Linked DNA regions of Mus musculus: all the other regions are linked to region 2. A link is a contact called in public HiChIP or PLAC-seq and promoter capture Hi-C data. All regions are on one chromosome and are shown on one strand. Each heading gives the region's core, a stretch centred on a gene start, on an enhancer-like site or on the middle of the called end of the contact. The rest is flanking DNA. Distances are from core to core; before and after follow the strand shown.

Region 1 (5,167 bases), core at 1,967-4,466, 770 kb before region 2:
CATGAGACCCTGTCTTAAAGAGGGAAGAGAATAAGCATTCATGTTTTTAATCTCAGCACTCAGAAGGAAGAAACAGGCAGATCTCTAAGTTTAGGGCTAGCCTAGTGTATATGGCAAGTTCCAGGCCAGCCAGAGCTTCATAGTGAGACCCTGCCTCAAAAGAGAGGTGGAAGAGAGTGTAGGGGAGGGAGGGAGGAAAGGAAAGGCGATGGAGAGGATGAATGAAAAGACATGGCTTGGGCTGGTGAGATGGCTCAGTGGGTAAGAGCACCCGACTGCTCTTCTGAAGGTCCGAAGTTCAAATCCCAGCAACCACATGGTGGCTCACAACCACCCGTAATGAGATCTGATGACCTCTTCTGGGCTGTCTGAAGACAGCTACAGTGTACTTACATATAATAAATAAATAAATCTTTAAAAAAAAAAAAAAAAAGAAAAGACATGGCTTGCAAGCACGTGGACAGCTGTATGGTCCCATGAAAAGAACCCCCTGAATCCAGTGGTGAGTAGATTCTCTAAGGCAGTGGTTCTCAATCTCCCTAATGCTGCAACCCCTTTATACAGCTCCTCGTTTGTGGTGAGCCCCAACCATAAAATTATTTTCATTGGTACTTCATTACTGTATATTTGCTACTGTTATTATCTATGGTCTTAAGAGACTCCTGTGAAAGAGCCATTGATGCCCCACCAAAAGGATAGAGACCTACAGGTTGAGAGCCACTGCTTTAAGGGATGATGCAGGCAAGAGTCTACCTTGTTCTCTCTCAGGTGTTCCAGAGTGGTCAGCCGATTTTCACCCTGCAGCCTGCCTCCCCAGAATCGCAGACCAATGCCTCAGCCGTATGGAGATGCCTTCTGGGAGAATCTTAGCCAAAGGTCTAGGTGAGTAGGAAAAACCAGGAACTGGAGGTGGAAAGTCGAGGCTATGCAGTTTTTAACGATCATAAATCCTTACAGCAGCGAGCCCTCATTTGGAAGTCATTTCACACTACTTGGTGCAAATTGTAGCTCCAACAGGTCGTTAGGAGAGTTTATAAGAGAAATGATATTTATCAGAGTGTCCTTTCTGACTCCAGCTCCTGTTTTTGTTCTTCTCAGCTCCAATTGGATGGTAGAACAGTACATTCCACCAATTCTGGTAGGACAAACTGCTTCTCAGCCTTCTGTTAAAATTATACCCACTGCCTTCCTATCCTTATTACCATTTCTCTCTGGTATTTCCCAACCAGTATACTAACCAGGCCCTGTTTTTATTGTAAATCAAGTATCCTGTTTTCTAGATCATACCTAAGCTTCCAAAAAACCCCAGATTCTCCAGCCCAAGTTTCCCTGAAACTGACATCTATCTATATTTAGCAACTATTCTTCCTTCTTGACACAGAGGGCCACTGATTGCTCCCGGCCTAGCCTGCACCCTCTTGAGGGGCTCCCTCCTCCTGAGAAGCTTTGGAGAAGAAAGAGAAAGAAGCTGCATTTGGAAAGAATGCAGAAGGGACCTGGAAGCATTCCAGCCCGAGTTAGAGCAGTTACTTATCATCTGGAGGACCTGAGAAGGCGCCAGGGAATCATCAATGAGTAAGGAGGCGTGGCATGGGCCTCTGCAAGCCAAGCAGGGATTAGAGAGAGGCAGCATAGTTAAGAGCTTTAAGAGAATTCATTGGCACTTACAAAGGAACCATGTCCTTGGTGTAACTGAAATATAATTTCTTTATTTTTTTGCATTTAATTATGTATATACTTATATAGTGCATGCCACAACATGTGTGTGGAGGTCAGAGGACAATTTATGGGAACTGGCTCTCTCCTTCCATCATTTGGGTCCTGACTTAGGTCATCAGGCTTGGTGGCCAATACCTTTACCTGCTAAGTCACCTTGCTGACTCTCAAACATGATTTCTATAGTATGGAAAGAAGCAATTGAGGGATGGAAGTCATATAAGCTGGAAGGCGTGACATGGCCCATGATTACAAGAAAGCACATCGTTAATTGGGGGTCACTGTTTGGCCCCTGGATCAAAAATTCTTGTCTGTGAAGAACAAAAAGTTGGGGTGAATTGAAGGTCAGTGGTAGCACCTGTGATTCTCAGCAAGAAGTGCTTCAGGCCAGGGGTGAGGGATGAAGAGACTGGAAGACTGACCTCCAGGCACTAGTCTCCTCCATCTAATGTCTCCACAGACTGAAGAGGGCCCAGTGGGGCAGCTCTGATGCTACACCTGAACTTCCAGCACTTGAAGAGGGCTTTGAACTCCTAAGCACTACAAAATACTTTGACGTGGAAGAAGAGAGGGCAACCTATCCACAGAAAGAGACTTATTCTGTCACTCCCAGAGATCAGGTAAAACTGGAGAGGAACACAGTAAGGTTAGGGAGGAAGTCAATTCATAATCAAATGGGGATGTGGCAGAAGCCAAGAGCCAGGTAGGATAGCTGGTTTAAGGACGAAAAGTGGTCAAGAAACTGAGCTTTTGAGGGTATGTGCCTGAATTTGGCAATTAAGAAATCTGGAGAGAGTCCTGTTTTTCCATTCTTGCTTTTCTTATCCCCTTGCTCTCAATTGCTCTCACCTACAGCTGCTTTGGACTCCCTGGACTCCTGTAGGCCAGCAGGGGACTTATGCCTCTGGGCAGCTAAGCTCTTTGACCTACAGCACTGCTACAGCCAGAAAGAACCCCGTTTACGATCCCCAGGCGATGGAGTTGGAGTCTGAGGAGTAGTGGGAAATCATCCAGGCCCAAGCTACGGGACCCAAGATCAATTCAAACATCAGGACTCCCTAGTGCTGGCTTCAGAGCGGATGTTTTCTATCTCTGTTGTCTCCATCCCATAGCGTAGGCATTCACAGCCCACTTGAGTTCCTATCTAACTGCCCAGTACACTCGCAGCCGGGTTTTTCTCTAGGCCAGAACCTGGTCTTGTGTTCTCTCTGTTCTGTTATTAAAGAGCACCAAATAGTCTTGTTTCTGTGCGAGGTAGTGATGGAAGGGGAATGAAAAGGCGGACTCCGTTGATTTTTTTGAGGATTCAGGACAATGAAGTTAGGCTAGGTCCCTAAATTTGCCGAGTCTCGCCCGAGGCCAGAAGAATTCTGCATTCTCAAGCACTCTCCTTTGCCTCCAGGGCTCTGGCCCTGGACCTCTGCCCACGCCCCATCCTCCTGCGCCCACAAGTCACGTCAATCGGCCGAGCTTCCGCCTCCGGATCCCGGTTCTCCTCAGCGCTATTGCCTCTTTAGGGACGGTCCAGCAGCGCGTCTCGTAGACTGGCCCAGAGTCCCAAGTGTGCTGACCCCAGGTTCCCTTCCCGACCCCCGTTCCCTTAATTGGGAGGCCCCGCCCCGTGCGCACTGACGTCGAACGCCGCTGTCAGCCGGCGCTAGGGGGGGTCGGTTTGGGGTAGAATGGCCGCTGCCGCCGTCACCCGCGGGACCCCGGGAGGTAAGAGCCAGGGCCTCTAGCCCGCCTCTCCGCCCCCGCGCCAGGGGGCGCAGCTCCACGCGGCCCGGGTGTGGAGCGCGGCGCTGGGGACCACCGTCCCTCCACCCCGTTTGCCCCCACCTCACCGCTTCCGTCCTCTTTCCCCGCGCCAGGGGGCGCCGCTAGGCGCAGGGCCCCTTCACGGATCAGAGAGTGCGGGGAGAGTCCCCAGACCCCCTCCCCGGTCTCCCGCACTGCCCCTTGCTGCCAGGTGTTCATGAACTCTGCTCAGCTGCTTCTCCAGAACATCCGGGTTTGCGGGCGGGACCCCCTCCCACCTCCGGGGTTCTCCCAGGACCCCTGCCCCCTTTGGGGAGAGCATCCCACCCCCGGCGACAGTCTTAGACCACCGCTCTCAGGCCCGCAGTCTCATCCGGCTCCAGCTCTGCACCCTGGCAAACTGCCTAGCCAGAGCTGCGCACCTGCACCCTGGGGTGGACTTTTTATCCCAACCCTAGCCTCTCTGCACACCTCCGATCCGATCCTGAATGGGCTTCCACCCCCTCTCCATCCCCGGACACCTGGCAGAACCCGCGCAGAGAGCCTCCTCCAGCTCCCATCTGTTCCTCAAGAGGGCGGAGGCTCAGGCTGGAGCCAGAGCAGTAGAGGGGATATGGTAGGCTGGGAGCCAGAGAAGAAGCAGAGGTTGGGGAAATAGGAGTGTTAGGGTGAAGTAGAATTCTAGCTGCAAAGAGGAAGCCGGCATGTCCCACCCGGAAGCTTACTCCAACATGTCTATTCCAAATTCTCCCAGCCCCTGACCAACCTGAGAGAGAGCACATGAGGTCAGTTATCAGCTCTACCCTTCCTCTTAGAAAAAGTCAGAGAGAGAAGGAAATTGGGGTGTGTCTTCAAAGGCCCAGCTTGTTACCGGACTTGGACTTAGATCTGCTTTCCTTCAGCATCCAGGTTTTCTTGCCAAGCCATCCTCCTCCTAGGACCAGAGCCCCAGCTCTCACAACTTGCCTACCCTTCCCTCTAGCCTTGCTCTCCCTTCCTAAACGTACCCTGAGTTCTTTTTTCTGTTTGATTTTTCCGTGGAGAAATAGATCTACTAACTGACCTCACCTACTCTCTCTCAGGTCGGTCAGGGCCTGTGAGAATCTAGGTTAGACATGCAGGATCCAGCTTCCTGCCCTAGGGAATGCTCCAGCACTGTGAGCATCCCCCACTCATCCCTTTCTTCTGAGCACCCTGTTCTGTCTTGTCTCCCCACTCATGTTGGTTCCTGGTACTATGTTCTTTCATCTCTGTTCTCTGGTTCTGCTGTCACATTCTAGTTCCACATTTTCTTCATCTTTCCCAGATGTCAGCACTGAGTTCTAAACCCCTTTTATCACACCAAGCTCCTCATCTTGGGTTAATGTGGGGGCTTCTTCCATGACCTTATTCTCTCCTTTTCCAGCACAGACTCCCCCTCCCCCCGGCCCCTCAGGCCGGGGGTGACCTGGCCCCCTGGAACCTTCACCATGAATACCAAGGACACCACTGAGGTTGCTGGTAAGTTCACAAAATGGGTTCTCAGTTTGGACACAGCCTTTTTTTGCTACTCTCTGGCCCTCTGAGTCTTTGCTCCCCTTGTCTCTTGTCCTGGTTACAGTTTCCCCAGGGTTCTGGATTATATTTGGCTCTCTTCCTCTGTTTTGCCTCTAACAAGGCTCTTCCTCCGGTCCCCTCTAGAGAATAGCCACCA
Region 2 (4,947 bases), core at 1,715-4,214:
TCATCCCCGATCTGGTCCCCTGTTCTCCATAGTCCTTCACCCCCAAGCACCACTGTACAGACTGGGGACCAGCCCCTTCCCTGCCTGTGTCTCTTCCCAAACCCCTGTAGGGGTGGTGAGAAGAGGAGGGGGGGAGGGGACACGATCCCTCCTCAGGCATCTGGGAAGGCCTTGCCCCCACGGGCTTTACCCTTTCCTGTGGGCTCTCTCCCTGACACATTTGTTAAAAATCAAACCTGAATAAAACTACAAGTTTAATATGAAGCCCCCAACTCAGTTGTTTATTTGTTGATTGAAAGGTACTTTTAGAATCTAGAAATGCTGAGACTTCATAGTAGCCTTTGTGGTTTAGGCAGTTGGATAGGAAGCAAATAAACAGCACTCAGGCATGATGGTGGGTACATTTTGTACATTTTATTGGTTTGGGGCACATAAGACCCCAGCCTGAGGGATGGAGGGTGGGCTGGAGCTCTCTGGTGGTTACTTGTGATAGAATCTTGGGTTCTGGCTGTGTTGGATGAAAGGGAGTCGGGGGCCAGGTTGGCTGGTGGTGGCAAAGCCTGACTGGTAATGATAAGAGTTTTATCAGTGGGTAGGTATTCCAGCACTCAGCACAAGGGGGAGGGGACAGTTACAGTAAGAGGTTAGTCTTTCCCTGGTAGTATATGTAGGTTTGATTGCCAGCCTTACCTTCCCTGCTGCTTGTATCTGTACGGGAAGCTGGGGGGAAGCCAGGAGTCCAGGGGCTGGATGCAGAGCTTGGGGGTGCATGGGCCGCAGAGAAGACTAGGAGACAAAGCTGACCTTAAAGGGAGGCATCCTGGGGCTCCCCTCATCTTAGCACCTTGGCCTCCCAGGACTCCATACTCACTGAGTCCGAGAAGCTGGTCTGCTGGTTGGCATGCTCCATCTGTTTCTGCAAAGAGAGGGTACTGCCGGGCTGGAGGAACCCTGAGGGGAGGAGAGTTTGAAATGAGCAGGTGGCAGTAGGACTCCTGAAGGTAGGGCTCCTGCCCAGGGGGATCTCACCTGTCTGAGTGGGCTGAAAGTGGCCATGCACTGCATAGGGTTGTGGCTGTGGCTGAGATAGGTACTGCACTGCAGGAAATGCTGATGGGGCTGAGGAAGGTGGGAGATGATCTGTTAGGGTTTGATGCTCTTGCTCTTCTTGCCCCTAGTCTGAGGAGAACAACACTCACCTCTGAGCTGCTGGCTAGGACTATAGGCTGGTTGTGTTGGCCCATAATGAGGTGGGGGCTGAGCAGTCCCATAAGCACCCCCTGGACTGCCTTGGAATTGTCCATGTTCTGGGGTTCCTGCAAAAGCAGCTGCTGATCCCACGTAGTGCCGGGTCTAAGGGGAAATGAAAGCTCACTGCTTAGGAAAAACCCCATATGTATATATATATGCCTTTACGCTCAGCTCCTACATACACATGCTTGGTATATTTGTTCTTGAATGATTGGGATTAACAGTACTGATCCACAGAAGGAGGAGACATGGAGTTAGGATCAGATTTCAAGACTAGTCTTGGCTAGTAACTTAAAAAGCCAGCCTGAAGAGTTAAAAAAAATCAAAAAACCTTTCCCTCACCGTAAGCACTTGTGGTCCAAACATCTGCTTGGCTCTGTCAGCTGCCATCAGAGTACCTGGGCGATTGTGTCCTCCAGGGCTCCCTAGAAAGGGGGAGAGGTTTCACGATGCTAAAATAGGCAGCGACCTCCTGGAGAACTCCCCTGTTAGGCGGTTTCCTCAGTCCTCTCACCCTGCATGCTGAGGAGGTGGGTTCCTGTATGAACCGTCAGGCTCTGCTGGTATGCAGCTGATGTCAGAGTGGTTAAGTCACTGGAGTGGAAGGAAGACAGGTCAGTTAGCCTCTTGCTATTAGATTGTCACCTGTGCCACTGCACAATTTTACTTTTAGCCATCTCATCACACCTCTGTTCCTTTCGCCTCCGTTTTTCTTCCTCATGCAAAACTTTCTTGAGCTGCAAGAAAAGCTGGTGCTTCTCCTCCTGTAGAGCAGAAAGCTTCTCCTGCAGCTTCAGGATCTGGAAGAGGGACGAGCAGCTAAAGCAGGGAAAAGAAGGCATCGAGAAACAAGTGTGGAGAGGCTACTTACCTGTTCCTTGGTCTCCTCTAGTGACATTCTCTCTTCCATTTCCTTTTTCTTTCTTCTCTCCTGCTCTTCTTTCATCTTCTGTTCCATCATCTTGTCCACCTCTTCCTCCTCTGAAGAATCAGAACGGGGAAGTGGCAAGGCGGTGTGAATAAGCTGAGCGTTAGACTGAAGACCAGCAAAAACCAGTTACTCCATCACAGCCACAGGGAGAACTTGGCTTCATTAGGTGCTCTCCAAGGTCCTTCCCAGCCCAGGGTTCTGGTCTGGAACTTAGACTGGGCCTCTTCACTCACACCCCGAAGGCGCCGCTGCCTCCCTCTTAGCCTCGCCAGCAGGCGCACAGCTGGGCCCGTGGATGGGGGCAAGTTCGTGGGTAGCAGGGCCACCCTGAGCCGAGTGTCTGTCCTCCCGCTCTGGCCCAGGCTCACCCTGCCGTTTGCGCTCCCGCTCCATCATGATGTGCCGGTGCAGAGCCCTGGCCATAGCGTTGGAAAGCTTGGGGCGCTCCAGGAGTGCGGGCATGATGCTGTTGGTGACGCTTGGGCAGTGGGCACCCGACTCTCACTGACTGCCAGACCTCAGGCGGGGCCTGCAGGGAAGTGGGAGCTTAGAGAGACTGCGACGCGCCGAAGCGGAAGCCCGTCCGCCGCCCGCTCGCCACTTCGATCACGTGTCCCGGGCACCAGCGTCCCTCCGGGGTCTCTGCCTCAGCGCCGGGGCGCGTGCGAGGGTCTTAGGCTCCGCGCCCCCGCCCCTCCCTCGTAGCCCTGGCGCCAACCCCCGCAACCCGCCTTGTCGGCGCTTTCTCCGAGGCCTTCGGCGCGCCTTGGCCTCTACGTCATATCCGGCGGCCAGGATAAATCCTTCCGGAGTCACGACGGCAAACGGCACAGCCGATTGGAGGAAAGGGAAGGCGGAAGCGCTTAGAGACGGGTGCCGGGATGTCCAAACTCCATGTGGATTTACAGAGCGGCCTGGGATGATAAAGCCCCTAGAACTCTTCACTCGCGAGGCCGCGGGAGACAGAGGCGGAGGCAGATGCTCTGAAGACAGTATTTATTGGCTCCTTAGAAATCAGAGTCAGTAACAACTGTACAGAGGCCCACAGCGTCCTCGGGCAGCCCTTCCTTTTACCCACTCCCTCCCCATGGCGCCCAGTGGCCACGGAAAAAGCAGCTTCATGTGGGCACAGAGAGACTCCTTTGGGATTCACAGTAACCAGAAACAAAAACGGAAATAAATTAAGTGATATGGGGGAGGGTAATAATAGGGAGTCATGTTCCCCAAGTCAGTGCATGAAGGGGGGACCCCGAGACGAGCTGGGCTCCCTCTCAGCAGAGGGAGTGTGCTGGGCCCTGAATGTAGAGATGTGCTTCACACCTGCTCTAAATCAAAGCCTGCCTACGTGCTCCTCCTTGCCAGGACAGCACTGGACATGCTCTCAGTCACGGGAATGAGGTGGAGGCAGTCGTCATTCAAGAGTCCTGGGCTTGAGGCCCGGCTGTGCTTGGAGTAGTGGTATGTCACCCCTTATTCCACTCGTACCAGCAGGGCATAGAGGAGTGTGGCTCCCTTCTCCTTAGTGACCCACTCAAGTTCCGATGGGCTGAAGTGCTGGTCAGGAAGTTCTCTGAGGGCCGCAGAGGGAGGGCCAGGAGTATAGGAGCCAGGGCGCACACACACCTGAAAGGCCACCTGAGCCTGGTGTGTCCGCTGGGATTTTGGGTCCCGGAATCTGTTAGCCAAGCAGAAACGAGAGAAGAGTAAGGCTCCCAAGGTCCATGACTGCTAATTCTGCCCCCTCCACCCAGGCCTTGCTGTTTTCTGGGAAATACTGTTCACCGTGACTGGCTTAGCACCAACTATTGTGTATGTAGTACTCTCCTCCCCTGGCCTGCTCAGCTAACTCCTCCCCAGCACTCTTCATGTGTTTATTTACCCTGGCACTCTAGTTCACGTCTTCCAAACACTCCAAGTGCACTTCTCATCTACTTCACCCACTTTTGGGAGACAGTATAGGGTCTCTACCAGGCTGGAGTCAACCTCCCTATAAAGGAAGGACAACCTTAAACTTCCGACCCACTGACCCTGCCACTTAGTGTTAGGACTCCAGGAATTTGTTACAATGCGCAAGCACAGTTTAGGTAGTACAAGGGGTCAAACCCATTGCCTGGTGCAGGATATTTTGAAAGACTTGGTATCCATACACATTCAGAAAAACAGGCCTACAGATGCACTCATCTAATCCACACTCAGCATGGAGATGGAACCAGGAACTGAGTGTTCAAGGCCGGCTTCAGATACAAACCAAACATGAATGTGAGGCCAGCTTGGACTACTTGACATCCTGTTTTAAGAAAAACAAAAACAAAAACAAAAACAAAAAAACCAAAAGGGGCTGGAGAGATGGCTGTTCTTCAAGAGGTCCTGAGTTCAATTCCCAGCACCGCTTACAACCATCTATAATGGAATCTGATTCCCTGTGGCCCATGTGTTTAATCCCAGCACTGGAATTAGAATTTCTAGGTTCAAGGCCAACTTGGTCTACAGAATGAGTTCTAGGACAGCCAGGGATACATAGAGAAACCGTGCCTCTGTGTGTGTGTGCGTGCATATGTGTGTGTGTGCGCGCGCATGCGTGTGTATTACGGGAGGGAAGGAGGAACAGTGACAGGTAAAGGTGCATCCAGGAACAAGCAGGGCAGGAAGGGTGCGGTGGGTGACTGAGCACAGCCCTGAGCCCCTAGTGCTCCCGGCATGTACTCACTGCACTTTGGAGGCCAGCATCTCTGCCCCGGCATACTGAAGGGAGGGGGAGAGCAGCA
Region 3 (4,909 bases), core at 1,014-3,513, 630 kb before region 2:
CTGCCCTACTAACTCTGCACCCTTTGTCCCCTGGGGATCTGATGATCCTCATCTACTTCAAAAAACACAAGCATCCTAGGGTATGTTGGCACACACCTAATACCAGCACTTGGGAGCAGAGGCAGGTGTATCTAGGTCAGTTCAAGGCTAGCCTGGTCTACACAGAAAGTTTAAGGCTAGCCCAGGTTTTACAGTAAGACCCTGTTTTGTTTTGTTGTTAAGAATAAAAACAGGTGGGCTAGAGAGATGGCTCAGCAGTTAAGAGCACTGACTGCTCTTCCAGAGATCCTGAGTTCAAATCCCAGCAACCACATGGTGGCTCACAACCATCCCTAATGAGATCTGAAGCCCTCTTCTGGAGTGTCTGAAGACAGCTACAGTGTACTTACATATAATAAATAAATCTTTAATTAAAAAATAAAAACAGGAGGGAGAGAGAAGGATCCACCCAGGCATCCAGGACCTTACCATGGCGTGGTAATTGCGATAGAAAGACATGGTCAGGAGGCGGTTGAGGTAATTTTCCAAGTATTTCTGAAGGGAGACGGAAAAGAAACAGATGTAGCCAGAACCTTTTGCATACTGCACACCTTGCTACAGGACCTGCTGCATACCTGTTTGCTGGCTGTGTGTCTGGCAGAGCCCTCAGAACCTCCTCGGGGTAGGGAGGGTATATCCTCGGCGGCTGCCTCTCGGGCTGGAGAATGGGTCACAGCAAAGCTACAGAGATGAGAGAAGACTCAAGAAGGAGCTGGAGACGGGGCCTTGGAGGAAGAAAGGCTAGCAGAAGAAAGAAAGAAAGAAGAAAGGCAGAAGAAAGAAAGGGTCTCTGTCCTGGGAATGGAGACAACTGGGAGGAGGGGGTTGCTAAGGACAATTCTGGGCATCCAGCCTGGCTAAAATATTGGCACAGTACTATGGAGGAGATCCAAGCAGGGAAAGTTTCCTGGGAACCAGGGACAAGGGAGGGGGCACGGCACAGAGCTGAGGAAGGAAAATGCCCAGGGGATAAGAGTCAGACAGACAGGAGTGAGTGAGGCTGCCATGGGGTGAGAAGTACCTGCCTTTCACGGGAAGCAACCGAGTTCTACTCACCGAGCCAAAGGGAGCAGACTCATCAAGACTTTGTGTCTCTGGAGGTCCCGATGCAGCTCCTGAAAGTGTCGGAACTTCTTCTTGGTTGTCCAGGTAAAGTCACCATGCGTCAAGCGAACAGAATATAGAGTACAGGTTCCCACCTGGGGATATGAAAATCTAAAATATGTCTTCTGGCCCAACCCAGGCCTCCACTTGGGCCAGGACTCCCTCTCTCGCCTTCCCTGGTATCCGCTGGTGACTGACCTTGGATCCGCTGGTGTATCTTTCGGTGCCCACCACCTGGGCTATAACAGGGACCCCAGGGGCGAACACCAAGGGGTGTGCTTTCAGAGGCTGAAGGTCATAGATGGCCAGATAGGGATGCATTCGATCAGCTGGGAGGGGAAAAAAGCAAAACAAAAACAAAACAACCCAAGGGTGTAAAGATCTCAGGAGGCCTCAGATCCCTATCTCCCCTCTCTGGGAGCCATCTCCCTCTATACCTGGATCCTCTCCTTCCCTCAGAGTGTCAACCTCATCTGGCTCCATGTGCAACTGGCTGGAGTTCAGATAGTCCCCATAGGGAAAGAGGTTCTTCTGGGTTACAGTCATCCTAGGAATATGAGGAAGCCTCAGGAAGGGACTCGCCCTACAGAAACACCCCTTCCCCATCCAACGCCCCCGGTCGGTCCTCTCCCGTCTTACTCAGTGACTCTCAACGTCTAGGGTTGTAGACCGACGCCCCTCTAACACCCACCCCTGCAACCTCCATTCCCTCCCCCAGCCTTCAACCAGAGCCTCTCAGCCCCGCTTCTCATTCCAAATTCAGGTCCAAAAAAGCACCTAGCTAAGGTGGGATGGCCTCGAACTGGGGCGAGGTTAAGTCCAAGGGAGGAGCCCTGGTGACAGCGAGGCTCGAAGTCAGGTCAGACTGGCTGGAAGCAAGGGTCCGGGCGGGAATGAGGAAGTTGCGCGCTCCCCGCCCAGGAGAGAGATCCCGAAATCTGGACGAGCGGCTGAGTCAGAAGGCCGTTGCAGCTCCAGCCCGACAGCGTCCCCGCCCGGTTCCCGGGGCTCCGGACCTCAGCCGCGCCACGTCCCGGGCCCCCGCACCCTGGATGCGGACCCCGGCGCCCGTGCGGGTTCGCAAGCAGGCAGAACTCAGCCAGGAGCCTACACCCCAGAGGGCCGGGGCGGGGCCGGGGTTCAGAGCCTGCCCTCGGGGGGCGGGAAGGCCCCCAGGGCTCACCTCCACGACTGTCGCGTCGACTGGGTCCCGCCCCCGCCGTCCTCTGCCCGCCCTGCGTTAGAGACGCCCGGGCCCGGGCCGCCCACTCCGGAGGCCGCCCACTCCCCAGGGCTGTCTTCTTCCTCCAGCTGCCCTCGGGGCACCTGCTGGCTATGTCCAGCACCCCCCAGTGTGCGATCCACGTAGTGCACATTCCTCTACTGCGCGCGCGCGCGCGCGCGGCCATTGGGTAGTCTGGTCCCCAGCACTGCCTGGAATCCGGGCAGAACGGCCTGGGTTGCGAGGACCTGCAGATGTCCCCTTGGTGGGCCCGGTACAGATAGCCTTTGTTGATGGAAGGTAATAAGAGCATAAAAAGCCGAGTGACTGCCAAGTTCGTTGCTGTATGAGAAATCGCATTCTTCATTCTTGAAACGCTCTTTTAACGCAGGAGTGATTAGCCCGACACTGAGCGACAATAACAGACCAATTTCGGAACCTGGAACCTAATCGCCTGTAAATTTCAGTCTGGAAAAAACTTTTTTTCCCCAGATCCTAAAGGCTGTCCTTTTTTTCCCTTCCAAATTTCCGCTGAATCATCATTTGAATTGTTTTAGGTTTTGTTCACTGGAAATGAACCTCCAATAAACATTTATGTGCCAGTCATTTTTGTGGACTTATTATTTTAATTCCTCTTCTGTAAACAACTAGAGTGGAACTACTGGGTCATATAAGTGTATGTTTAACTTACTGTTTGCTGTCGAGGTCTGGGCTTGGCAGTTTGTAGCTCAGCAGCACAGAGAATTGGAGAGAGTATTGTGAAGCTTGGGCATTGAGACCAGCTGAGGCTACACAGCAAAACACTGCTGAAAAAACAAACCCCGGGGCTGGAGAGATGGCTCTGTGCATGAGCTGAGGACCTGAGTCTGATTCCTAGCACCCACATGGCTGCTCACCAAGCAGTCCCCAGGGGATCTGATGTTCTCTTCTTGCCTCTGTGGCCACTGCACACACAAAACATTTATACACACAAAGCCAAAATAGAGAAAACAATTAAATACAAAAACTTTCCAAAATGGCTCTTCTATTTTATATTTCTAAAAACCAGTGTATGGTACTTCTGTTGTAGCTGCTCCATAGCACGGTGCACATTCAATTCCATAGATCCTTCCTGTTATCCATTAGAGTGGTCTGAAAGGTTTACCACTGCAGTCTTAATTGTACATCTCTGAATATTAACAGCGTTAACTGTATTTCCTATTGTCTTAGTTAGGGTTTTACTGCTGTGAACAGACACCATGAAAGGCAACCCTCATAAGGACAACATTTAATTGGGGCTGGCTTACAGGTTCTGAGGTTCATTATCATCAAGGCCGGATCATGGCAGCATCCCAGGCAGGCATGGTACAGGAGGAGCTGAGAGTTCTACATCTTCATCTGAAGGCTGCTAGCAGAATACTGGCTTCCAGGCAGCTAGGATGAGGGTCTTATAGCCCACACCCACAGTGACACACCTACTCCAACAGGGCCACACCTTCTAATAGTGACACTCCCAGGGCTGAGGATATACAAACCATTACACATATGCTTAAGTATCTTGATAAAGTATCTGTTCATCTTTTCCTAATTAAAAACCTTAATACATATGTGCATATCTATATATTAGATAGGATACCTCTATGTCAGTGGTTTTTCAGCCTGCAGATATCCTGCATATCAGATATTTACATTACAATTCATAACAGTAGCAAAATTACAGTTATAAAATATCAATGAAAATACTTTTATGGTTGGGGCTCACTACAACATGAGGAATTGTATTAAAGGGTCACAGCATTAGGAAGGTTGAGATCCACTGCCCTATGTAGTCCTGGCTGGTCTTGAAATCACTATATATAGATAAGGCTGGTCTCAAACTCACAAGAGATCTGCTGTCTTTTCCTCTAGACCCTACATACACACACAAAGTATTTTTTTAAGTTAAAAAAAAAATCCAGTTGGGCAGTAGTCATTCATGCCTTCAATCTCAGTATTTGGGAGGCAAAAGCAGGTGGATTTTTTTTTCTTTTTTGTTTTGTTTTGTTTCCTTTGTATGTGCATGAGTACTTTGCCTGCATGTGTGTATGTGTGCCATGTGCATGCCTAATACCTGTGGAGGCAAGAGGACAGTGTGACCCTGGGACCAGACTACTTACAGTTGTGAGCTGTTATGTGGATGCTGGAGATCGAACCTAAGTCCTTTACAAGAGCAGCCAGTGTTCGTCACTACTGAGCCACCTCTCCAGCCCCTCAGGTGGATTTCCATGAGTTCAAGACCAGCCTGGTCTACAGAGCGAGTTGCAGGACAGCCAAGTTTACATAGACCCTGTCTTGACCCCTCTCCCCTAAAATATAAGCATATGTACAGAAAAATGTATACTCAGATGCTCAGAGCAGCATTATTGCTAACAAGCAGAAAGTGGAAAGGAGCCGGATGGTAGCAGTGCATACCTTTAATGTCAGCATCAAGAGGCAGAGGCAGAGACACAGATTTCTGAGTTCAAGGCCAGTCTAGTCTACAGAGTGAGTTCTAGGACAGCCTGGGCTACACTGAAAACCTTATCT
Region 4 (4,621 bases), core at 177-2,676, 570 kb after region 2:
ACTTTGGCACTTTAATGCGTCACTAGTGTTTTAAATGTTCCACCTACAGCTGATGATGCCATCTCAGAGTGACTAAGAGCTAAACCAGTGATTCTTAACTTACATACACATACCTGGGATTCTAAAACTACCGGGGAATGTGGACTGGGGTCCTGAAATTCTGCATTTCTAGCAAGCTGTGAGACCAACCAACACTGCTGGTCTTGATTTTAAGTCTACAGTAAGATATTTACAGGACTTTAGAATAGAACTAACTACATACAGTAAACAATGTCCCATTATGGGACACAAATTAAAATTATGTGAGCATCTTTTTTTTTCTTTTCCCCAGTATTGCTACAGAGTCAGTAAAGATAACAAAGGCCTAAATTTTGCTTCCTTTATCAAATGGCTCACCCATCTTTGATAAGCCTTTAATAAGGCCTCATGTAAATAAATGCCCCTTGGATGTTTTCATACCTGCCCTATCCAGCTGAAGGGAGGTTGTATATGCAAGATTCCCAATCATAAGCAGGGAGTCAACTCAGTAATTGCTGGAGCACGGTAACAAGAGTGGGAAGATGGCATGCCAGCAAACACAACCAGATAAGTGAGATTGACATGACATATAAATTAGCTTATCCCCTGTCCTGTCCTTTTTTCCACAGTACACATTGTCAACCACAGACCACTGCTAAAATTGGATCCTTTGCTTACACCACAGACTCTGAACAAACGCCAAAGCTTTGTTATTTTTTTTTTCTTCCTACATTATGGTAGGCTTTGTTTCTATTATCCCTTGGCCACTCCATCCTGAAAATATAATGCTGGCACAGTCTAGGAGCCTTCGCCGCTCAGAATCCACACCATCTAGGGTCCTTTCTGTTGAGCTCCATCTCCATCACGCATGTACCAATTCCAGCATCAGCCTTGATTTCCAGGTAGTCTTGACATCAACCTTTTGTGTCAGAGCACGCCTGAGGATGCTGCTCCCACCTGCTTTCTGCCATAGCTCTGGGGTTCCTTGGTTACAGCGTACAACGGGTCATGTGGGCAATGTCCTTGACCTCTGGACAGTAGAGCACTGGAGGAAAGAAGAAGGGTTAGTGGCAACAGGAGGATGCAACTTGACCCAGCATTCTTCGGTGCAATGTACCCAGTATCCTCCCTAGGCCGCCCCTCACCATTGCTAGGCAACGGACGCCGCAAGCGGCGTGCCGGCGCCAGGACCCTGTCCAAAATTCGGCGAAGCGCGCGCCAACCCGCACTTGGAGGTCCCGCCCCCTTCTCGCTCTCCGCTTCCCCGTCGTCGTCCTCTCCATCCTCTCCGCTGTCTTTGGCCGGGCTCCCCATCGGGTCTCCTTCACGCTCAGCCCGGGCTTTTTCCTCCAGCCGTGACCACAAGACAGGGTCTAGCGCGATCTCCGTGACGCCGCCGCGCGGGAGCGGGGAAGGCGCGCGGCAGAACGGGCACGTGACAGCGCGGCGCAGGCGCACCACGCGCGCGGCCGTGCGGCTGCCGTCGCCCCGCGCTGCCAGCTCGCGCAGGCAAGCTGTGCACAGCGTGTGGCCGCAGCGGGCGCGCGCCGTGCCAGGCAGGCGGCGGGGCGCACGGGCCCCGAGGTTGTAGGGTCGGAAACAGATGTTGCAGTCCAGCTCACCCAGCTCGGGAAGAGAGGGCACTCTCATCAAGAGCTGCATCGTGGTCACCGTGGCCCGAGGGCTTCGATCTCTAGGCGGCTAGGATACAGAACGAATGAGCCCTCCTTGGGCCAGGGCAGGGGCCTGGGGCCCGCGCCGCCGCCTCTGTCCCCTTTTAATAGTGAGGCCCCGCCCTCGAGGCGTCACGCGCAGATGGGCCGCTCCCTTCCGAGGCACGCGTTGGGGCGGCAGAGGCGCGAGGCTGGACTTGCGAGTGGGGATGCAGCGGGCTGAATGCCCAGGACAATGCCAGAATTACCCGAGGGAAGAGGGGGGCACGCTCCACCCACAGCCTCCATGGCGGACTCCTCACCCCCAGCAAAACACTAGCGCTGTCACTTAAACCTACCTGATGCAGGTGTCCAGGTCTCCTCTTGCACACAGTCACTAGCACAAGTCTATATGGCCCTGTTGGCCTATTTGTCACATGTTCATACTCTTTCACAATCCCCTCCTGCCCTTCCCCTCACAAACAGGCAACATATGCCAGGTTTACTGTTGGTTCTGCCCAGTTTTAATTGGTCTTCTGGATGTTTGGATTGTGCCCAGCCATAATTCACTCTGCCCTCGCCTCTCCTTTTTATACATGGCCTCTTGGGTTCTTTGGAAGGCTGGCTCCCTCAAATTCCTCCCCCTACCCCCTCTGAGAGTTTGAGTCCAGCTAACACCTCAGCACAAGGAGGGACCTAGATTCCAGGAGCATGGCCTTAGGAATGCTGGGAATCTTTTCCTTCCGGAGTATCCAGACTTGGACACCCACACAGCATGATGGTGGAAACGAAGCAGCTCTGCGTGACTTCTGACTCAGGGGTCTGACTTCTCCCACAGGTAAACAGGACGTGGTACTCACAGCCCACATTCCCTCACGGTGTGGCACCCACACCCAAGCTGCCTCCTCAGCCTCTCGAACCCAGGCTCTGTTGCGGAGGATAATAACACAGTCTTGACACAGCTGGCTCAAGAACAAATCCTAGTTGTGACACCCACAGACAAGTTACTTCATTTCTCTGGGCCTTGATTTCTTCATCTACAAAGTGTGGGTAATAATAGTAAGGATGGAAAGAGCTTGTGTTTGTAAGGTGCTTTAAATGGTGCCTGATGGTACACAGTAAACATCAGATAAGCAACAGCTGTTATTATCCTTATCATCCCTGGCTCCACGCCGGCTTTGTGTTCTCTGTAACTTCTCTGTACCCAGTATTTCCCATACACCATCTCTTGGTTAATACAAGATGGGTTTCTTTACATGGTATAGCATTTACCGGCCCATCACAGGTAAGATAGAGCTGGTTTTGGTTTTTAACATTAGCATTTTAAAGCTAAAATCTTTGAGGGTAATCTTTGTTTTAGGGACAGGGTCTTACTCTGAAGCCCTGGCTGGGCTGAAACTTTTCATATAGTTCTGGATGACTTCAAACTCACAAGAAATCTGCCTGCCTCTGCCTCCTGAGTGCCGGCATTAAAGGCTATTGTTACCATGCCTAACAACAGTAATCTTTTGCCCAGTCTAAGTTGGAACCTACTATGTAGCCTAGGCTGGTCTCAGAATCAGGGCAGTCCTCCTACCGCAGCTTCCAGAGCACCAGGATTATGGTTTCTGGAAAATAATCTTCTTGGTGAGATTTACCTAAGATTTGTTTTATTTTTAGTGATGTATGTTTGTGGGTCTGTGTGGGTGTGTGCCCATGAGTTCGGGAACCCCTGGAATCCAAGTAGCTGTCCCATCTCCTGGAGCTGGAGTCGAATGTGGTTGTGAACTGCCCAGCATGGGTTCTGGCAACAAAGCTGCGTCCTCTATAAATAAAGAGCAGACTGGGGGCCTCATGTAACTCAGGCTGGCTTGGGACTCTACACGTTCCAAATGACCTTCGACTTCTGATCTTTCTTGTTCTGCCTCCCAAGTGCTGGGACTACAGGTGTGTGCCTTCATGGCCTGCTTTGGTTTATCATGGTTTTTAAGCAGACATTAAAATTTTAGGAGTTTGATGGCTTTCATGGTCACTTGGGAGAACTTACTCACTTATTCCAATGACACTGTCATAATTCACACCTTTTGTAGAACTTTTCTTTGGGAAGGTGTGCCTCACATTTTTAAATATCTTCAGGGGGCTGGCAAGGTGACTCTGTGCTTAAGAACACCTGCTGCTCTTTCAGATGACCCGAGTTCAGTTCCCAGCACCTGTGTTGGGCAGCTCACGACTGCCTGTACCTCCAGCTTTAGATCTGAATCTTTTCTAGACTCCATGAGCACCTCCATACACATATGCATAAAACCATCTTCAATTGATGGTAAGTCTTCATCTTTGTTGTCTATACAACATCTATGTGTGTACATGCATGTGGATTCTTTTGTGTGGTTCATGCTATGGCACATGTGTCAAAATCAGAGGATAACCTTAGGCATCCTCACTTTCTCCTTGTTTGGCTTTTCCTGTTGTTGCTAGTGGGTGTTTGTTTGTTTGTGAGGCAGAATCTTACTATGTAGACCTGACTGGCCTCAAATTCAGAGATCTGCTTGCCTCTACCTCAAAGTGCTAGGGTTAAAACCACGCACCACCATGCCCAGGTTCAGAAACCACCGTGCTCAGGACAGGGTTTTCCAGATCTGTGTATCAGGATATCTGGTCCCCAAACTGCTGGGATTCCGAGGACTCTCCTGTATCTTTCCACCCGCCATAGGAGACCGTGATTATGGACACACGGATCGTCACACTCAGCTTATGTGAGATCTGTGGATTCAAACTTAAGCTCTCGCTTAACGGTGAGCCATCTCCCAACCCAAATCTTATTCAACAAAGGTAGAATAAGATGAGCACAAGGTGTTTCACAGGTCTAGAGAGATGACTCGGCAGTTAAGAGCACTGACTGCTCTTCCAGAGGCCCTCAGTTCAATTCCCAGCAACCACATGGTGGCTCACAACCATCTGTAGTGAAATCTGAT
Region 5 (5,068 bases), core at 2,282-4,781, 960 kb after region 2:
CCTTTAATCCCAAGACTCAGGAGGCAGAGGCAGTGGCATGACTGAGTTTAAGGCCAGTTTGTCAAACAGCATAAGTTCCAGGACAGTCAGGGCTGCACACTGAAAGCCAGTCTGGAAAAACCAAACCAAACCAAACCAAACATTAAGCTTCTGTTGAGCACCTACTATATGCTTGACACCATTTCAGGACTTTTGGGATACATTACATTGTTAAATAAGACAGATAAATATCTACAGGGCTACTTCCTACTATAAAGAGAAAAGTCACAGCACATAAATTCAGCATATGCGATGGTACACCTATGATTGCTATGGAAGGAAGATGTTGGGGCTGAGAGATGAATCCAGAGTGAGGTGCTTGCTAGACAAGAGCAAGGACCTGAGTTTAGATTAATGCAAGGGCTGCTCCTGGCTCTTAGGGGGCAGAGACCTCTCAGGTAAATGGGCTAGCTGGACTCATTTAGTTGTCAAGCTTCGGTTTGAGTGAGAGACCTCATATCAATATACATAATTTAGAGACCAATGAAGACAGACAGCTCACATCAACCTCTGGCTTCTACACACAGGTGCACCCATGTGCATCTGAATTCATGGAAACTCACGCACGTGCAAACACATAAAAGTATACATTTTACACACACACAGGAAGTTTGATAATATGGTATGATATAGTGCATTGCAATTTATTTTTTTCTTTCCTTTAAGACTTCAATTTTTAATTTATTATTATTATTGTGTTTATGAAGGGGCATGTGCCACAGCGTACACATATCGAGGTCAGAGGACAATGTGTTTTGGTTTGTTTGTTTTTGTGAGACAGGGTTCCTCTGTGTGGCCCTGGCTGCCCTGAAATTTACTCTGTACACCAAGATTGGCCTCAAACTCAGAGACCCACCTGCCTCTGTCACTCTATTTTGTCTCATGTGCACATGAGTGCACCTGTGTGTAGAAGCCAGAGGTTGACATTGGCTGTCTGTCTTCATTGTTCTCTGCCTTATGTATATTGATACAAGGTCTCTCACTCAAACCGAAGCTTGAAGACTAAATGAGTCCAGCTAGCCCGCCCGGCTTGTATGTTTGTTTTAAGGCAAGAGTCTGGCTTTGTAGCTTAGGAAGGATGCCCTGGAACTCACAATCCCCCTGCCTCCTACTTACACTTCTCAAGCACTGGGATGGTGGCCTGTAATAGAAAGAGGAAAGCCCCAGTCTGTAAATTCAGCATGTGGGATGGAACATGGATGATCACGAGGGAGAAAGGGATGCTGGGGCTGAGAGATGACTCAAAGTACAGCGCTTGCTGGACAAGTAGGAGGATCTTGTACCAGCCATCTTTCTTTTTACCCCTTTATTTATTTCCTTCTTACTTACCTCTCCCCTTGTTATTTATTTGTTTGTTTGTTTGTTTATTATAGACAGAGTCTCTGGCTATCCTGGGATTTGCTCTGTACACCAGGCTAGCCTCAAACTCACAGAGATCCACCTGCCTCTGCCTCTGCCTCTGCCTCTGCCTCTGCCTCTGCCTCTGCCTCTGCCTCCACCTCCCAAGTGCTGGGATTCAAGGTGTGTGCCACCATGCCTGGCACCTGATTTTATTTTATTTATTTATTTATTTATTTATTTATTTTGGTTTTCCGAGACAGGGTTTCTCTGTGTAGCCCTGGCTATCCTGGAACTCACTTTGTAGACCAGGCTGACCTCGAACTCAGAAATCTGCCTGCCTCTGCCTCCCGAGTGCTGGGATTAAAGGCATATGTCACCACGCCCGGCTTCTGATTTTATTTCTAACAATATAAAATTATTTGGGTGTATGCATATGTGCGTGCTTGCTCTCTATGGCTATGTGCATGTGAGCACTGAGGCTCATGGAAGCCAGGGGTGTTCGATTCCCCAGGAGCTGGAGAGACAGGCAGTGGTAAGCCACCCAATGTGGGTGCTGAGAACTGAACTTGAGTCCTCTGGAATAGCAGCAGTGCTTTCATCTGCTGAGCCATCTCTCAGTCCTTCCTTCCTTCCTCTTGATTATCTCCAGTTATGTGCCTCTGTGTGTGTGTGTATGTGTGCTATGCATGTTGGTGCCCTTGGAGGCTAGAAAAGGCTGTCTGTGGGAAGTCTGTTTGGATGTGTTCCTAAATGTTGAGCCTTCTCTGTAGCCCCCTTAGTTTCCTTTCTTTCACTCTGCAGCACTCAGATGGAACTCGGAGCCTCATAAACCACTTTAATGGGCTACTGCTAGCTCACACCTCCAGCCTGGATTTCCTTTCCTTTCCATTTTTTTCTTTTTTTCTTCTTTCTTTCTTTCTTTTTTTTTTTTTTTTTTTTTTTTTTTTTGAGACAAGACCTGACCAGGTAGCCCAGTGGATTGAAATTTTAGAGTAGCCAGAACAGACCTCTTTGAGAGGGTTCCTTCCAGCTGCCCAGAGAACATGAAGAAATGCTTCAGGGAGATTTCTGGGAAGATTTTCAGGCATTAGGAGAACTCCAAAAATCCTAAGGTAGGAATAGGCCTGAAGGGAGAAGCTGGGAAATAGGGCAGATTGTGTGGTCCCTTAGAAAGACTAGGTTTTTTGGCTTTCTGCAAGAAGGGGTTTAAACCATCTTTCAATACAAGCTTACCTGATTTTTCTTCCCAGTGTCTTGATGTGTGCCCACGGAGTAACATCTGACAGGAACTTGCCCCTGCAACCCCCACCAGTCTCCCTCCCTCCTTTCTCCCCCAGCATTGACTTCCAGGACATTCGCTGTGGGAGCTTCCCAGTGCAACACTGAGAGCTGGGGCCTCCCGAGGAACTGGGAACACAGAATAGTGAGCAGCAAGTCACTCTACAGATCCAGGGGATCCCCTTCCCCACCACCCTCAACACTCACAACCCTGGTCTGACACAATGGCTGGGTGGGGCCAAGGCACTGGCTTCCTCTGCGGAGATGGAAATCTGGGCCTTCAGTTCCCGCCTCAGAGACGCAGGAACAGTTATCTGGAGAGTTTGGGCGGCATTTGGTGCTCCGAAGGGACAGGGGAAAGATTTGCTGAAAACAAAAAAACGACCTCAAACCATAGAGGTAAATTCCTGGTGGGGTGGGGTGGGGCCTCTGCAGATGTGGGGGAGGGTGGAGAAGAGAGGATCCCTCAGTGCAAAGTGTGGTTGGCTCACACCAAGGTTGGAAGATGGGGACGTAGACAGTTGTGCAAGCCAGACATCCCTTAGCTAAGAGGGAGGCATGAAGATGGTCATGCCGTTCTGCCAGCCCAGCTTGCCCAGGGCTGCCCACCCTCATTTGAACACCCTCCCACACACACACCCGCACCGTCACACACACACACCCCTCCCGCCACGCAGCAGTACAGGTGAGGGTGCATCGGAAACTAGCCTCCTCTGCATACCTGCGTGCCAGTCTTCTCTAACCTCCAACATCTTGGATGCCGGATTCCTCACATCCTCTAGGCCCGGTGTGCGCATGTGGAGCCTGGTGTGGCTGGGGGTGGTGGTGTCCGGTTGGGAGGAGGATCGGATTCCTGTTTCCTGCCCCTACTCACTCAGCTCTCGGAGGTGACTGGGAGTGGAGGGAACTGGAGGGTAAGTGCTTGGGGTCCCCCGACTCTCTGGGCTCATTCTGGAGTGGGTAAGGAAGTAACATGCGGTACCCGGTATGGGGAAGGGTGGGTTCCCTGAAGGTGCAGAGACTGGGGAACAGGAGGCCAAGCTTGGGTAACCACACTGACTGGTTGGTTTATTGGCACCATGCAGGGGCCACTGAGTGAGCTGCAATCTAAGGGGTTCCTGATAGCCATCTTTTCTCAACTTAACCTGGGACTGGAAGGCTATGATTTCTGACTGCCATAGGGAATTTAGAGGCTCTCTTGTGTCCCAGCTCTTCTCCCCATCCTCCTGATCCTCAAGAGGTAGAGTAGCACAGGTCCCACCGTCCCTGGGCTGCTGGTTCTGTGCCTCAGCCTGAACTTGTAGCCACCTCCCTGGCATTAGACAGGACCCAGAGTCAAACTGGAGCCTCTTTCTATGACCAGACCCAGGTGTGGCAGGAATAAGAGGATGGGAAGCAGAAGAGACCAGGCTGGGGCCTCCTGGTCTCCTGGGGTCAGAGGCTCCAGGAATCTTCAGGGCAGGAAAAGGAGACTAAAAATAATCCGGAAAGGGAGAGTCCGGAGAGAGGAACTGGGAAATGGGAGGGGGGAGGAGAGGCAGCCAGAGTAGGGAAACAGTGATGCATCCCTCAGCTCCTGCACCACACACACACACACACACACACACACACACACACACTCACTCACTCACACACACACTCACACATACACACACTCACAATACACACTCACACACACATATACTCACACACACATACATACCACACACACACTCACACCACACACTCACACACACATACACACCACACACTCTCACACACACACTCACACATACACCACACGCACACACACAAACACACACACTCACATATACACACACTCACACATACACACCACACAACACTGTCACACACACACTCACACATACACCACACACTCACACACACCACACACCACACAAACACACACACATACACACCACACACACACACTCACACATACACACCACACACACACTCTCTCTCACACACACATACACACCACACACACTCTCTCTCTCTCACACACATACACACCACACACACCACACACACTCTCTCACACACACACCGCACACACCACACACACACACACACAGTGCTCGAACCACATATTTCTTGATGTGTCTGTGACCAGCCACGACTGACTCCACTCTTCCACAACACAGCTTCCCAGGGCACACTCAACTCTCACTCATCCAGCCCTGGTTAACAGCGCACACCCGCTTACATAAACTCCTACACACAGCAACTACACCAGCAAGGTGATTTCTCCTCATTGAATCTTGCTACCCCTGCCTCCCCATCCTCCCCAACGGCCTGTCCCTACCTCCCCCCCCCCCCCCCCCCCCGTCCTCTTGGCTTGACTGTGGCAGCAAAAATCCTAGAGAAGCTGGACATTGTGATACAGCTCCAGAGGACGGAGGCAGGA

What was found. Promoter capture Hi-C pulls out the DNA fragments that hold promoters and counts their contacts. HiChIP or PLAC-seq counts read pairs in DNA pulled down with a chosen protein or histone mark.
Region 1: an HNF4G HiChIP or PLAC-seq map of pancreatic cancer cells shows a contact between it and region 2. The contact joins the promoter of Camta2 here to the promoter of Gps2 in region 2. A contact is called at or near these places in 4 of 39 promoter capture datasets (the HPC-7 cell line, cranial neural crest, embryonic stem cells and 1 more) and 2 of 115 datasets of contacts at active chromatin or transcription factors (bone marrow-derived dendritic cells and pancreatic cancer cells).
Region 3: a contact with region 2 is called in a promoter capture Hi-C map of liver, with 2.7 times the contacts expected there. The contact joins the promoter of Pld2 here to the promoter of Gps2 in region 2. A contact is called at or near these places in 2 of 39 promoter capture datasets (both in liver), 2 of 115 datasets of contacts at active chromatin or transcription factors (bone marrow-derived macrophages and pancreatic cancer cells) and 2 of 9 other capture datasets (liver and pancreatic islet).
Region 4: a promoter capture Hi-C map of liver shows a contact between it and region 2, with 3 times the contacts expected there. The contact joins the promoter of Rnf227 here to the promoter of Gps2 in region 2. A contact is called at or near these places in 5 of 39 promoter capture datasets (hippocampal neurons, liver, pre-B cells and 1 more), 1 of 484 Hi-C or Micro-C datasets (embryonic stem cells), 1 of 115 datasets of contacts at active chromatin or transcription factors (pancreatic cancer cells) and 1 of 9 other capture datasets (adipose tissue).
Region 5: an H3K4me3 HiChIP or PLAC-seq map of bone marrow-derived macrophages shows a contact between it and region 2, with 11 times the contacts expected there. The contact joins the promoter of Arhgef15 here to the promoter of Gps2 in region 2. A contact is called at or near these places in 1 of 39 promoter capture datasets (pre-B cells) and 1 of 115 datasets of contacts at active chromatin or transcription factors (bone marrow-derived macrophages).

The regions. Positions count from the first base shown.
Region 1 is chr11:70,686,154-70,691,320 of GRCm38.p6, reverse strand. It overlaps Camta2 (calmodulin binding transcription activator 2), which reads left to right and starts at 3,216. Exons shown (of 23, transcript NM_001190376.1): 1 at 3,216-3,435; 2 at 4,880-4,974; 3 at 5,155-5,167. The coding sequence starts at 4,944. Inca1 (inhibitor of CDK, cyclin A1 interacting protein 1) reads left to right here. Exons shown (of 7, transcript NM_001252484.1): 3 at 769-882; 4 at 1,099-1,138; 5 at 1,382-1,575; 6 at 2,177-2,336; 7 at 2,572-2,960. The coding sequence ends at 2,715.
Region 2 is chr11:69,912,037-69,916,983 of GRCm38.p6, reverse strand. It overlaps Gps2 (G protein pathway suppressor 2), which reads right to left and starts at 2,964. Exons shown (of 10, transcript NM_019726.5): 1 at 2,551-2,964; 2 at 2,123-2,232; 3 at 1,939-2,051; 4 at 1,766-1,845; 5 at 1,594-1,676; 6 at 1,200-1,353; 7 at 1,030-1,119; 8 at 872-951; 9 at 691-786; 10 at 390-564. The coding sequence starts at 2,644. The coding sequence ends at 481. Neurl4 (neuralized E3 ubiquitin protein ligase 4) reads right to left here. Exons shown (of 29, transcript NM_001013414.3): 28 at 4,890-4,947; 29 at 3,160-3,857. The coding sequence ends at 3,653. Eif5a (eukaryotic translation initiation factor 5A) reads left to right here. Exons shown (of 6, transcript NM_181582.4): 6 at 1-272.
Region 3 is chr11:70,537,626-70,542,534 of GRCm38.p6, reverse strand. Pld2 (phospholipase D2) reads right to left here and starts at 2,263. Exons shown (of 25, transcript NM_008876.3): 1 at 1,921-2,263; 2 at 1,581-1,690; 3 at 1,342-1,472; 4 at 1,096-1,238; 5 at 615-720; 6 at 469-534. The coding sequence starts at 1,689.
Region 4 is chr11:69,337,601-69,342,221 of GRCm38.p6, reverse strand. It overlaps Rnf227 (ring finger protein 227), which reads right to left and starts at 1,426. Exons shown (of 2, transcript NR_027827.2): 1 at 1,164-1,426; 2 at 1-1,063.
Region 5 is chr11:68,955,350-68,960,417 of GRCm38.p6, reverse strand. It overlaps Arhgef15 (Rho guanine nucleotide exchange factor (GEF) 15), which reads left to right and starts at 3,531. Exons shown (of 16, transcript NM_177566.4): 1 at 3,531-3,572. It overlaps Gm32273 (predicted gene, 32273), which reads right to left and starts at 3,431. Exons shown (of 3, transcript NR_168013.1): 1 at 3,380-3,431; 2 at 2,614-3,024.